Linked DNA regions of Mus musculus: regions 2 and 3 are each linked to region 1. The links are chromatin contacts, called in public promoter capture Hi-C maps. All regions are on one chromosome and are shown on one strand. Each heading gives the region's core, a stretch centred on a gene start, on an enhancer-like site or on the middle of the called end of the contact. The rest is flanking DNA. Distances are from core to core; before and after follow the strand shown. Region 1 holds the start of Ntsr1 (neurotensin receptor 1). Region 2 holds the start of Nkain4 (Na+/K+ transporting ATPase interacting 4). Region 3 holds the start of Bhlhe23 (basic helix-loop-helix family, member e23).

Evidence for each region. Promoter capture Hi-C pulls out the DNA fragments that hold promoters and counts their contacts.
Region 2: a promoter capture Hi-C map of stem cell-derived epiblast-like cells shows a contact between it and region 1, with 2.9 times the contacts expected there. The contact joins the promoter of Nkain4 here to the promoter of Ntsr1 in region 1. A contact is called at or near these places in 1 of 39 promoter capture datasets (stem cell-derived epiblast-like cells), 2 of 115 datasets of contacts at active chromatin or transcription factors (both in embryonic stem cells) and 2 of 9 other capture datasets (macrophages and pancreatic islet).
Region 3: a contact with region 1 is called in a promoter capture Hi-C map of stem cell-derived epiblast-like cells, with 5 times the contacts expected there. The contact joins the promoter of Bhlhe23 here to the promoter of Ntsr1 in region 1. A contact is called at or near these places in 21 of 39 promoter capture datasets (the 3T3-L1 cell line, 3T3-L1-derived adipocytes, the C10 cell line and 11 more), 2 of 15 datasets of contacts at CTCF or cohesin (large pre-B cells and pro-B cells), 10 of 484 Hi-C or Micro-C datasets (B cells, the CH12 cell line, LSK cells and 4 more), 5 of 115 datasets of contacts at active chromatin or transcription factors (embryonic basal ganglia, embryonic hindbrain, embryonic stem cells and 1 more) and 3 of 9 other capture datasets (embryonic stem cells, liver and macrophages).

Annotation. Positions count from the first base shown.
Region 1 is chr2:180,498,132-180,501,720 of GRCm38.p6, reverse strand. Ntsr1 (neurotensin receptor 1) reads right to left here and starts at 1,745. Exons shown (of 4, transcript NM_018766.2): 1 at 590-1,745. The coding sequence starts at 1,303.
Region 2 is chr2:180,952,749-180,956,337 of GRCm38.p6, reverse strand. It overlaps Nkain4 (Na+/K+ transporting ATPase interacting 4), which reads left to right and starts at 1,639. Exons shown (of 7, transcript NM_021426.4): 1 at 1,639-1,767. The coding sequence starts at 1,714.
Region 3 is chr2:180,774,840-180,778,428 of GRCm38.p6, reverse strand. It overlaps Bhlhe23 (basic helix-loop-helix family, member e23), which reads left to right and starts at 1,529. Exons shown (of 1, transcript NM_080641.5): 1 at 1,529-3,589. The coding sequence starts at 1,686. The coding sequence ends at 2,357.

The sequences.
Region 1 (3,589 bases), core at 496-2,995:
AGGGAAAGTGTAACTCAACTGGGAACAATTCCAAGATTAAAGCTCCAGCTCTTGGATTTGGGTCCAGGAGAGGCAGCCAGAAGGCCTTGGGGACTCAGCCTGGGAAGTCAGGGATTCCTGATGGCTGATGGCAACCTTCTTCCCTGAGAGTATCCTCGGGCTTACAGTAAACAGAAGTCACTGATTGGGGCTCAAGCCCCCTTCAACAGGAGGGGAGGAAGCAGGGAGGGGCATGCAACTGGGAGTGAAAAGTTGAGGAGGAGTTGATGGCTATGCCCCGCCCCTTCCCAACCTCCTAAGAGGAGCCTTGCTGAGCGCTCTCCATATGTTGCTCAGTATGATGTCACTGGGGCCTACTTTGGGACAAGGGAGAAGAATAAAGTGCTTCTGAGGCACAGTTCTTTCCACAAGGCAACACGGCTGTGTCTCTCCCCAGGTGGTGCCTTGAATCACCGGGACTTCTGAGGTGACACTGCTAAAAGTCTCTGTGTGGCTCCAATAGAAAGAAACAGCCAGACGGGAAACCAGCTGCCCTGGTGTGCCCTCTAATGTGCCACAGCTCAGAGAGTCCCCTTTTAGATGTTCTTACCTGGATGACGACCTTGACGGTGGCTGTGTCCACCGTGGGTGTGCACACCAGGCCACCAGGGTGCTGGCCATCGGCACTGCGGTTCTGCAGGCCCATGGTGAAAAGCATGGGTACAGCCAGCAGCGCCGAGGCTAGCCATATGGCACTGATGAATTTCTTGGTGCGGCTGCGGGACATGAGGGTCTTGGCCTTGAAGGGATGGCAGATGGCCAAGTAGCGCTCCACACTCAGGCTGGCTACATTGAGGGCTGTGGCATAGGTGCAGGCATCTCGCAGGAAATAGTAGCCACGGCAGCCAGCATCCCCAAAGGCCCAGGGATGGTGCACCCAGATGAAGTTGTACAGCTCCACGGGCATGGCCAGCAGCAGGATGAGCAGGTCAGACAGTGCCAGGCTACCCAGGTGGTAATGCACAGTGCTCTGCAGGCTCTGCAGCGACTTCTTCCGCGCTAGAGTGAAGGCTGTCACCGAGTTGCCCACAGTGCCCACCACAAAAAGTGCCAGGTATACAGCGGTCACCAGCACCTTGGAATAAATGTCAGTGTTCACGTCCAGGTTGCTGTTGGGCTCCAGGATGGATTCTGAGGAATTGCCAGAACCATTGCTCAAGCTGAGCGCCAGGAGCATCGTCTCCAGTCCGAACTGTGGATGTGGGAAGGGCTGGGCACCGGGTTCACTTGGGGCTCCCTGCTGCACGGAGCTGTTGAGGTGCATGGTGGGCGCCAGATATGCGGCTTTGTCCTGCACCTTTGAAGGTGAAAGTCCCTCCAGGGGCAGATGAGGAGGCGCTCAGAGGAGAGGGTGTGGAAGCTAAGGGGGGCGTGCCGTCCGGCGGCGAAGCCAGCTATCCAGGAGATCCTGGGAGCTCTGGGGCTCGAGACGTGCCGGCTCAGGGATCCACTCTTCTTTCTCCTTCAGAGTCTGGGATCTGCTTTCCGGTTCTTCCTCGGCACCCCCCCTGGCTCCGAGCCTGCCTAGATCGGGGCTGCTACCGACCTCCAGATTCTGTGGTTGGTTCTCTGCACTCCTGGGTGGCAGCGATGTCCTCAGGACCGCGACCCTGCTGGCTTGTGCTTCGTTGGGCGAGCCTGTGGCGCAGAGAGGAGCGCACGCACGGCTGCCCAGCGTGCTCACCCTCGTTCTCCCTCTTCTGCTTGGAGCTCTTCCCGCACCCGACTTCGCACACCTCCTGCTGCGCCGGAGCCTGCCGGGCTCCTCGCGCTTCCACTGAGCTGGCGGCTGCGCGGCGCGCCCAGCAGTGGAGGAGGGTGGGTGTTGGAGAGTCAGAGACGCCACAGCCACTGTCCCCTCCCCACCCGGATACTGGCTGACGGTTGCTCCTGCACGCTCCCGGGGACCACCTGGGCTAGGATGAGTACCCCAGGAAGCAGAATTCCCTACCAGGCGAGGGAGAATGAGGGGATATTGGATCTTTCCTTTCAACCTCTCCTGGGCAGCACGATCTTTCTTTCACGATCGTTGGTCCCAACTTCTCCCACCCCAAAAAGAAAGCTCCCCGTAGCCGTCTTCAGCTCCCTTAGTGACACGAGGGTGTACTCGAGGGGAAGGCGGAGAAGGAGGCGGCACCCTGCTGATAAGTCAGGGCCTTTGTACAACTGCCTCGACCTCCTCCCTTCTGGGTGCCTGTGGGGTGCCAGAAGCACCCAGGGGGGCCCTCTAGCCTGTGAAGGGTCTGGTGAAGGAAAGCATAGAGCAGGAAGTTAGAGCAGCCCATCTCTCCACGCAGTCTCACGGTCTTAGCTGCCTTTGGGTATGATGGGACCTTCTGCCCTCCTGTAGCCACCTGGATTTGGTCACTAGCAGTGACTCTCAGAGCTGGTGCCCTGTCGTTTCAGAGGGGAAGGGCAGGTTTGTGGGCGACACAGAGCTGCGTCTGTCCTTGCAGGAAACCCTGAAGCCTGTGCACTCAGCCCAGCACAGCTTTTCTCAGGGGACCCTGCCCCAGTCAGGGACCCGGGGAACAAAGGTCTTTTCATCTTGTCCTCTTTGGCAGGGGCCCTGGCCAGAGCTTCCAGGCTTGCTGCCATCTTGCTTGCCCCAGGGCCCTTGCCTCTATTTCCCCACTTGGCTCTCTCAGCCTTTCTCCTGCCCTCTTCCTCCAGAAAACTCCTCCCTGGATCCTGGAGAGTCCCAGGGCAGGAGGGAAGGAAGGCTCAGGGATTGCCGTCCCTGCATGGACCTGGCTGGCTGTACCTGCTGCGCTGGAACTAGGGGTCCTGAGTGGGGGAGAGAAAGGGTAATGAGAGAAGTGGGTGAGGCTTTGACCCAGACCAGGGATCCCTGCGCAGCCAGCGACCCTCAGGCTTCAGTGCCTACTCACACAAAAGCTGGTGCCCTCCACAGAATGTTAACACATGAAAAGCAGTGCTTAAACACTTGGTTTCCAAAGGAAACTACTGTGTCCCCTTAAGAGAAGCCAGTACAGCAGGCTGAGGGTGTAGGGGTTGACCAGGCTTCTAATATTTGGGCAAGCCTCAGCTTCTTCCATTGTGGAAGGGAACTTGAAACCTGCCCTGATGGGTTGTGGCTGCTTGCCCATTGACTGCGGGTAAGGTGGGCTTGAGACTAGATTTGTTCTCCGACAGATTCTGTGCACCAACTTAATGAGCATGGGGAGGGCTGGGGAGGGCCTGCATGATTAGGAAGTAGTAGCACTAGGCTATATATGATCCCATGTCTCACTCCCCTGTGGTGTCCTTGGTCTCACCCAAACTCAACCACCAACAGTGCCGTCTGGCCTCCTCCATCAGGGGATTCCCCAGAGGAGGGTCCTAGACGGTGACCACAGCAGTATATCCGTTTGGCAACAGGAGCTGCAGCCACGTGGGAGAGGCCATCTCAAAGGCAGCATGAGTTCATGTTTAGTTTTCTAGTCCTGACCTTTTGGCTAAGCCAGCCTTGTGTCTCCAAAGCTTTCTTTTCCGATAGCGTCAAAGCTTTTTAAAAAAAATCATAAATGGCAACTTAGCACACATATTA
Region 2 (3,589 bases), core at 390-2,889, 450 kb before region 1:
CCATCTTCACACAGCTTGCTCTGATGGTTAGGACTTCTAAACACCACATGTGGTTCTACCCCTGCCCCATTCAGGGAACATCTGTTTAGTCTCTATCCTTAGTTAGAAGCCCCTTCCTGGGCCTCATTTCCCACCAAGGCTGCTCTGAGTGGGCAGGGAGTGATTGGGAGCTCCACCCTCTTGTCAATCTCTCCCTTCTCATCAGCCGGACCCTCCCCGCCCCCCCCCCACTTCTCCTCTCTGAGCTTTATTTACTGGGGGCCTGAGACATGCACCTCCACCAGCTCGGATTAAGGATCTTGGCTGGCTTCCTCCCCAAGGCTGAAGGCCTTGACTTGCTTGCTATTAAATGGGCTGGTACAATTGGACCCTGCCAATGCTGCTTGTGACTGTCCACCAAGATGAGATAAGGGAAATTTGGTAATTCATAAAATAGTACGAGTGATTCAGGAATTAAGTAACCACAGGAAGTCACAGATCACTTCTCCATGAGAAGCCAGTGGTGGAGGAGTTCTCAGTGCACAATGGTTGTCACACAGAGGAAGGCTATCTATAGATACTCTGAGCATCCCCATGAAACTGGGTGACGCTGGCTTTGCTTCTCTGTCCCTGAGCTGCTCAAATCAAGGGCAAAGCTACCTAGACTCAGTTTCCCCCAGAAGCCTGTGGCCAAACCACCTTGTGTGAACTGGTTCTCCTGTCTACCTCCTTCTGCTGCTAGCACAAGATTCCTGCCCCAGGGACAGGCCTTTTATCGTTATTCACTAGGACCTGCACTACAGCCCAATGCTTCCCTCTGACCATGCTATCCATTCCTGCCTGGATATGAGGCTCCTCTACAACCTAGCTAAATCCCATGTTCAAGCCTCCGGGAAGCAGGGTGTTCTGTGTACTATTAGAGTGCCTAGTGATGTTCCTAAGTAGACCTGGACCCACACCTTCTGGACAAGAGAAGTACTTACTGGTGAGCCCATCATTCCTCCTGCTCCTGAGTCCTTGCTCTCAATACACACAAAGAGCTCCGGACCAGGTCGGGGCTTCTAGAAGATGAGGCGTCTTAAAGACTTTCACACTGAAAACACCTCTTTTCATGGGGTACCTCTGAACCTTCACAAGAAAGAAGTTTGAACTCAACAGAGCAGAAGTGTATGTCCCACCAGAGGGTTCGGATCAGGGACAGAAGCCAGGCCGAGAGCTATCTGGGGTAGACACAGTTGCTAATTATTCTTTTATGAGCATTCTGGGACAGACTCATTGACAGATCAAGTCTGTCCTGTGGCCACTATTCAGCCCTGCGCTGCTCTATACTGCCAGAGAGTCCTGTCATCGCCGCTTTAAGAAGGGTCCCGCGCCTCCTCTCCGGACCGTTTGAAGCCCCTAAGGGCTGCAAGGACTAGGGGTATCTAAGCGTGGAGACAGACGCAGCGCAGCTGTTATCCAGAGCAGGAGAGATGGGGGTGGGCGGAGTCTAAAGAGCCTGTGGGCAGGGGCAGGATCTAAGAGGAGGGGCAGACGGGGCTGGGGTCTGCTAGGTTTACCCGAGGCAAGATCCCGTTGGGGCGGGATCTGCAAGCTGGAAGGAGGCGGTGTTTTCAGGGCAATGCGGGGCGGAGGAATGGGGGTTGGGGGTGGGGAGGCTGGACAGAAGGTTTCATACGCGGAGGATTCCAGCCCACTCTGGCAGCAAAGGCTCCCACGGGCGAAGTGAATACCATGGGCTTTTGCTCCGGCCGCTGCACGCTTCTTGCGCTCTGCGCTCTGCAGCTGGTGAGTCCGGGTGTCCTGCGTGGCTTTCCGGACCCGCACCAGCCTCGGGTGGTTCCTGGGATGACGGCTTGCACTTGGCTGTGGTTGCTGCAGCCGATTTGTGGCGTGCAAGGGGAGCTGTCACGGTGCGCTGTTTGCTTGGGGAGTAGCGTCCCTGCTGGCGGGGACAGGTGCTGAGGAGCGCCTGCCCCCCCAACCCCCCCCCAACCCCCGACAGCTAGGAACAAAAGCCTTCGGGAGGGCTGCTTCGGGAGTCTGGTCCAGAGTGCCTAATCAGGGGGAGAATGTTGCTCTTGATGCCCAGGCGCCCCAAGGCGCCTGTGGCCGGGAGAAGCAAGCACGGGTGTCTTACTACCGGCGGCACAAGGGACTGAGCCTACAGCAAAGTTCGGTGTCTGAGTGTGGACATTAGAATCAGGTGTGCTGGAGAGTGTGATCACTTGACGTGCCCAGCTTGTGCGCAGGCACAGACTACCTTGGAGTCTCCCAATCTTCCTGGACCTGTAGAGGGATAGGGCTCTCAGGCCCAGATGCTTAGGGTTGAGCCCAGGTCCACTAGCAGAAAAGCCTTGTCAGAGAACTTGAATGACACTGAACAACTTTGCAGCTCTCCCTGAGCTTGGAGCCTGGAATAAGGGTTCTGGGGTTGAAGAGGCTAAAACAAAGGTCGCTGGGGAAACTCCTTTGCTAAATGCTAATGAGTCCTAAGTATCTGGTCTTAAAAAGGAAATGTAGCTTTGTTGTTTCTGGGCTGGGTGTGGGCCTGAACCCTGCTAGACTGGGTAGCCGGAGGTCCCTGAGGAAGAAGTTATTTTAAAGACACTTTAAGGCATTTGGTGTTTTGTCCTCCCAGCAACACAGGGAGTGTTTTGTACCTCCAGGGACTGCCAGGCATAATGTGGGATTACAGGGAGGTCCATGGTCCAAGTTTTTACTGGTTTGCAGGTTTCTACAGGGCAAGTCCGATTTGCTGCCTCCAGCCTTGGAGCAGTGTTGAGCGTTGTCTTTCTGTGAAGGGGTCCCTCAAAGGGAAGATGGAGAGAAGTCCTGCAGGATGACCTGCAGGTAAAGGACAGGAATAAGTGCGCTGACTCGGGTTTAGAGCCTGCTCAAAGTGGGAGTCAAGAAACAGAGTCGCTTTGTGGGAGGGGGAGACCGGTTTCCTTGCCCTGGATTTGGTGACAATGTTCTCTGATGTGTGGCTGAGAGAAGGTGCTTCTGCCACCTCTAGTTCAGAGATGTGGCCTTGGGGTGAAAGAGGGTGAGGCCAGGGCCTGTTGCTTCCATTTGACTTCTGGCTTCAAGTAAGAGGAGAGGGGTCATTTTGTTGTCTGGGTTTATAGAGCTTCCCTGGACAGAGCTTCTCAAAAGCCCAAGTCTCCGCCAAGACAAGCCCCAAGGACTTTGCAGAGCTGTACCGAGCCCTGTACCCTTGCTTTGTCCAGCCGGGCCACAGCTGAACCGCCCCAGGGAACTGTCAAGGGTCTTTTGTCTTGTACTGGCTGGCAGTTGGGGGCGGGCCACCCTCCTCAGCCTCTGGGCAGAACAGGCCCAATACCACCCACTGCTCTAGTCTCTGCTTTCAAGGGGGGAGCAGAGGAAGCTGGGAGTGGCATGGGGGTCCCGAGGCTTTTCCTTTTTTTTTTTTTTTTGACCAGCGTGAGAGTTTTCTTGTTACCAAGTTACTGGACAAAGAACCCAAACAACTTTCCCTTGAAGAACAGCAGGAACTTTGCCGGCTCTGAGCCAGCACTATGCTGAGACCATTCCCAGTCCTCGCTTTGCTGTGATGACAAGACAGGAAATTCGGGGCCCATGAAGG
Region 3 (3,589 bases), core at 280-2,779, 280 kb before region 1:
TGTTGCCTGAAGTGATCCATAGCCTCAGGACTGCCAACTCCCACCCATACCACCATCAGCCCAGGGACAAGTACTTGGAAAAGGACTCTTAGAAGCACCTCATTCTTTGGGCCAGGATGTCCTTCTAGGTGATACCTGCCCTCCACAGTGTAGCTGGCCACATGGTGAACTAGTTCTGGCAGTCAAGAAGATGTTGTCTGGTTTCTTTCTTTTCCAGGCCCAGAGCAAAGTCTGATGTTCCTTAAGCACATATGTGTTTGTATCTGTGTTCTTGCATACTGGTGATGACATAGAGTTCCTGGAACCTTCCAGAAAACACATGGCTCTCACCGACACTCACTTCACAAGTGTGCCTCTAGCATCTATGCGCTCTTAGAGAGTGCCCAACAACTGAATAATTTCTTTTTCTGGTGAAACTCAGAACAGAGTTGGAAGCCAGGGAGACCCCATCTCTTACCATATTGAAGAGAATCGACCTCTTGCTGAAACCACAGAGCCCTAACAAGTTCATACCTTGGAGGACTTCTCAAAAAGCACCAAGCCCCTCAGCAGCCTTCATGTTTGGGGCTTTAGTTGACAAATATGAAGGGCCAGCCTGCAGCCTGCAGCTCCTCATGTTCTTTAGGTAGAAAGGGAGCCTTCAGCACTAGGTGGTACCAGAAACTCAACCTGCTCTGCCTTTCCTAACCTCAGAGAGTTTGAGTCTCCAATAAGGCAGAGACTTTGGCTTCGTGGCTCCCATACTAGGAAAGATGAGCCAGCCCCTAGCACAGCCCCTGCTCCTGAGTGTGTAACAACATAGGAACCAGACACTCAGGACCAGCCGGAGCACAGGAAGCACCAGGCTCTAGATTATCTGTTGTGTGGGGAGGGGTCTGGGCTGAGACTGAAGCCTGGGCAGGTGAAGTCAACCCCAGTTCCTCACTTACAAGAAGGAACCTGGACACTTCTACAGCGACCTCTGCTCAGCCCTCACTCCCCAGCCAAAACAGAAAATCCATCATACTCTTCCCCCCAGGACAAGACTGGGAATCCTTCACCTCAGAAGTCGAGGGAAACGTCTGTCTGTCCTAAGCAAAAGGTTTCATCCCAAACGCGGGAGCCACACTGGAATACACCTGTCAGGAGAACTTTGTGTTGAGGCGACAGACAGAAGGGACCGACGACCTGCCGCCTACAGGAAGATGATTTGATTTGGTTCAACTCGCAAGGATACGGAGACCTGGAGGAGAACCCAGCTGGGAGCTCCCGCTCAGCGCGCAGCTCCTGCGGATGGGGTCTCAGAACAAGGCAAGACTGGAGCTTTGGGAAAGTGACCCCGTAGGAAACAAGAAATGGCAGTTGAGGGGCCAAGAAGCAGGCAAAGCGCCCTCAGGTTCCGCGGCTCCCATCTTCAGGCCCGTGGGTCCGCATAGAGGGTGGAGCGGGGCTGGGAAGATGCCGGCAGCAGGTCCCCTCTGATTGGACGGCGTGAAGTCCCATCGGGAGCCTCAGCAGCTTAAAAACGAAGCCAATACGAGTGGGAGGTAGAGCGGCCCCGGCCGGCCACGCGCCTTGGTGAGAAGGCGCAGGAAGGGTGGCCGGCCGGAGAGGCCACGCGCAGGCCCGGGGACTGACAGACAGCTGGACAGGTGGACGCGCCCGCAGGGCAAGAAGCCATACTGCCGTAGCGGGCTCCAGAGGTCATGGCCGAGCTCAAGTCGCTGTCGGGGGACTCGTACCTGGCGCTGAGCCACAGCTACACGGCGACCGGCCACGCCTACGCTGCAGCGCGCGGACCGGAGACCACACGCGGCTTCGGTGCATCGGGTCCGGGTGGCGACCTCCCGGCGGCTCCCGCTTCTCGTGTCCCCGCCGCGACGGTGGAGAGCAGCGGCGAGCAGAGCGGCGACGAGGACGAAGCCTTCGAGAGGCGGCGGCGGCGGCGAGGGTCCGGGGTTGCGGTTGACGCACGGCGGCGGCCCCGGGAGCAGCGCTCGCTGAGGCTCAGCATCAACGCGCGCGAACGGCGACGCATGCATGACCTGAACGACGCGCTGGACGGACTGCGCGCAGTCATCCCCTACGCGCACAGCCCGTCGGTGCGCAAGCTCTCCAAGATAGCCACACTTCTGCTGGCCAAAAACTACATCCTCATGCAGGCGCAGGCCCTGGAGGAGATGCGGCGCTTGGTAGCATACCTCAACCAAGGCCAGGGCCTCGCGGCGCCGGTGGCCGCCGCGCCTCTAACGCCCTTTGGCCAGGCAGCGATTTACCCGTTCTCGGCGGGCACCGCGCTCGGGCCCTGCCCAGACAAGTGTGCCACCTTCTCAGGATCGCCCTCGGCGCTTTGCAAACACTGCGGCGAGAAGCCCTGAGGGCTCCGATCCCCTCTGCAGCCGCCTTTCTATTTAGACTGTTCCCTGTCCTCGCTGGCGGGACTCTATGAGAAAGCCCAGTACTCCGCTTACAGAACTGTTGGGTGCAGAATGAGAAGTCCGTCTGAGAAAGCCAGAGAGTTGGCGCTGGACTCTAGACCCTGCCGCATCCACTGAACTATCTCAGCTAAAAGGCTACGGGAGTGAGCAGTTAGTGAATGGTCCCACATCTGACAGGTGACTGCCCAAGGCTCAGGAGCGCAGGCACAGAGCATCGCGCTTGACCACATCCTAGCGTTGGATGGGGAACCCAGCCCCTTCTAAGCCAACTTGCAGGGCCTTGCTTGCTTCAACTAGACCTGTTCCTCAGGACGGGTGCGGCCCCTCACCTCGGGCCTCTGTTGGCTCCAAGACTCCAGACCCGGCCTAAAAGCAAAATTACGCCGAGGTCCTTTGGAGAGGTCGTGGAGGCAGACGCAGGAAGATCCCAGGAGGTGAGCTTTACAACGTTTTCCAAGTCTGAGCTTGTTCTGTTAACATTCTTGCCTGCCCAGAGGCTCAGGAAATTCAAGCCAGCCTCAAAAGTCTGTGGAAACATCTCTAAATAAGCCTGGAGCGCCACCGCCGGCCTCCTGTGGGCTGAGCTGGGTTTCACTTCTTTCTACTTGTCCCAAGGGGACTGGTGGAGCCCTCACAACCTGCTCAGGGCTACTTGACCCTGGAGGGTCAGCCGAAGAGTCTAGTCTAGCTCCAGGACCAACCAAGTCCCCTCTGCGCCAGTTCGGGAACTTCTGGAGGAAGCCGGGCTACCGGTGAGTACCCGGTGAGGTGTTGGACTGAATGGGAACTGGTCGCTCCCCAAATCGGACCACAGCCCAGAATCCTGCCACTGTACCTAGTCTGAGCCTTAGCCCGCGCGTCTCAGATGTTGCCTGGTTTTCCTCTGTGGCCATCAGCAGCTTCCGCCTCCATTTACCCAGTTTTCTTGGCTTTCATTGATGCAAAGCAAATCGGGAGAGGGCCACTGCTCAGCAAAGCGCCTGTCTATAGCGCTTAACTTGAATTAACGCATTGGAAAAGGCCCTTTTGTATTTGCAAAATGACGTGTGTGATTAAGTCTTATTCATAAAGACGTATGCTTAATACTGGTTTCTGCTAATTTCTATTTTTTATTTCTTAAGTGTCTTTCCCCTCCCCTAAAATAATCTATTTTGCACATTTCAAAACAGACT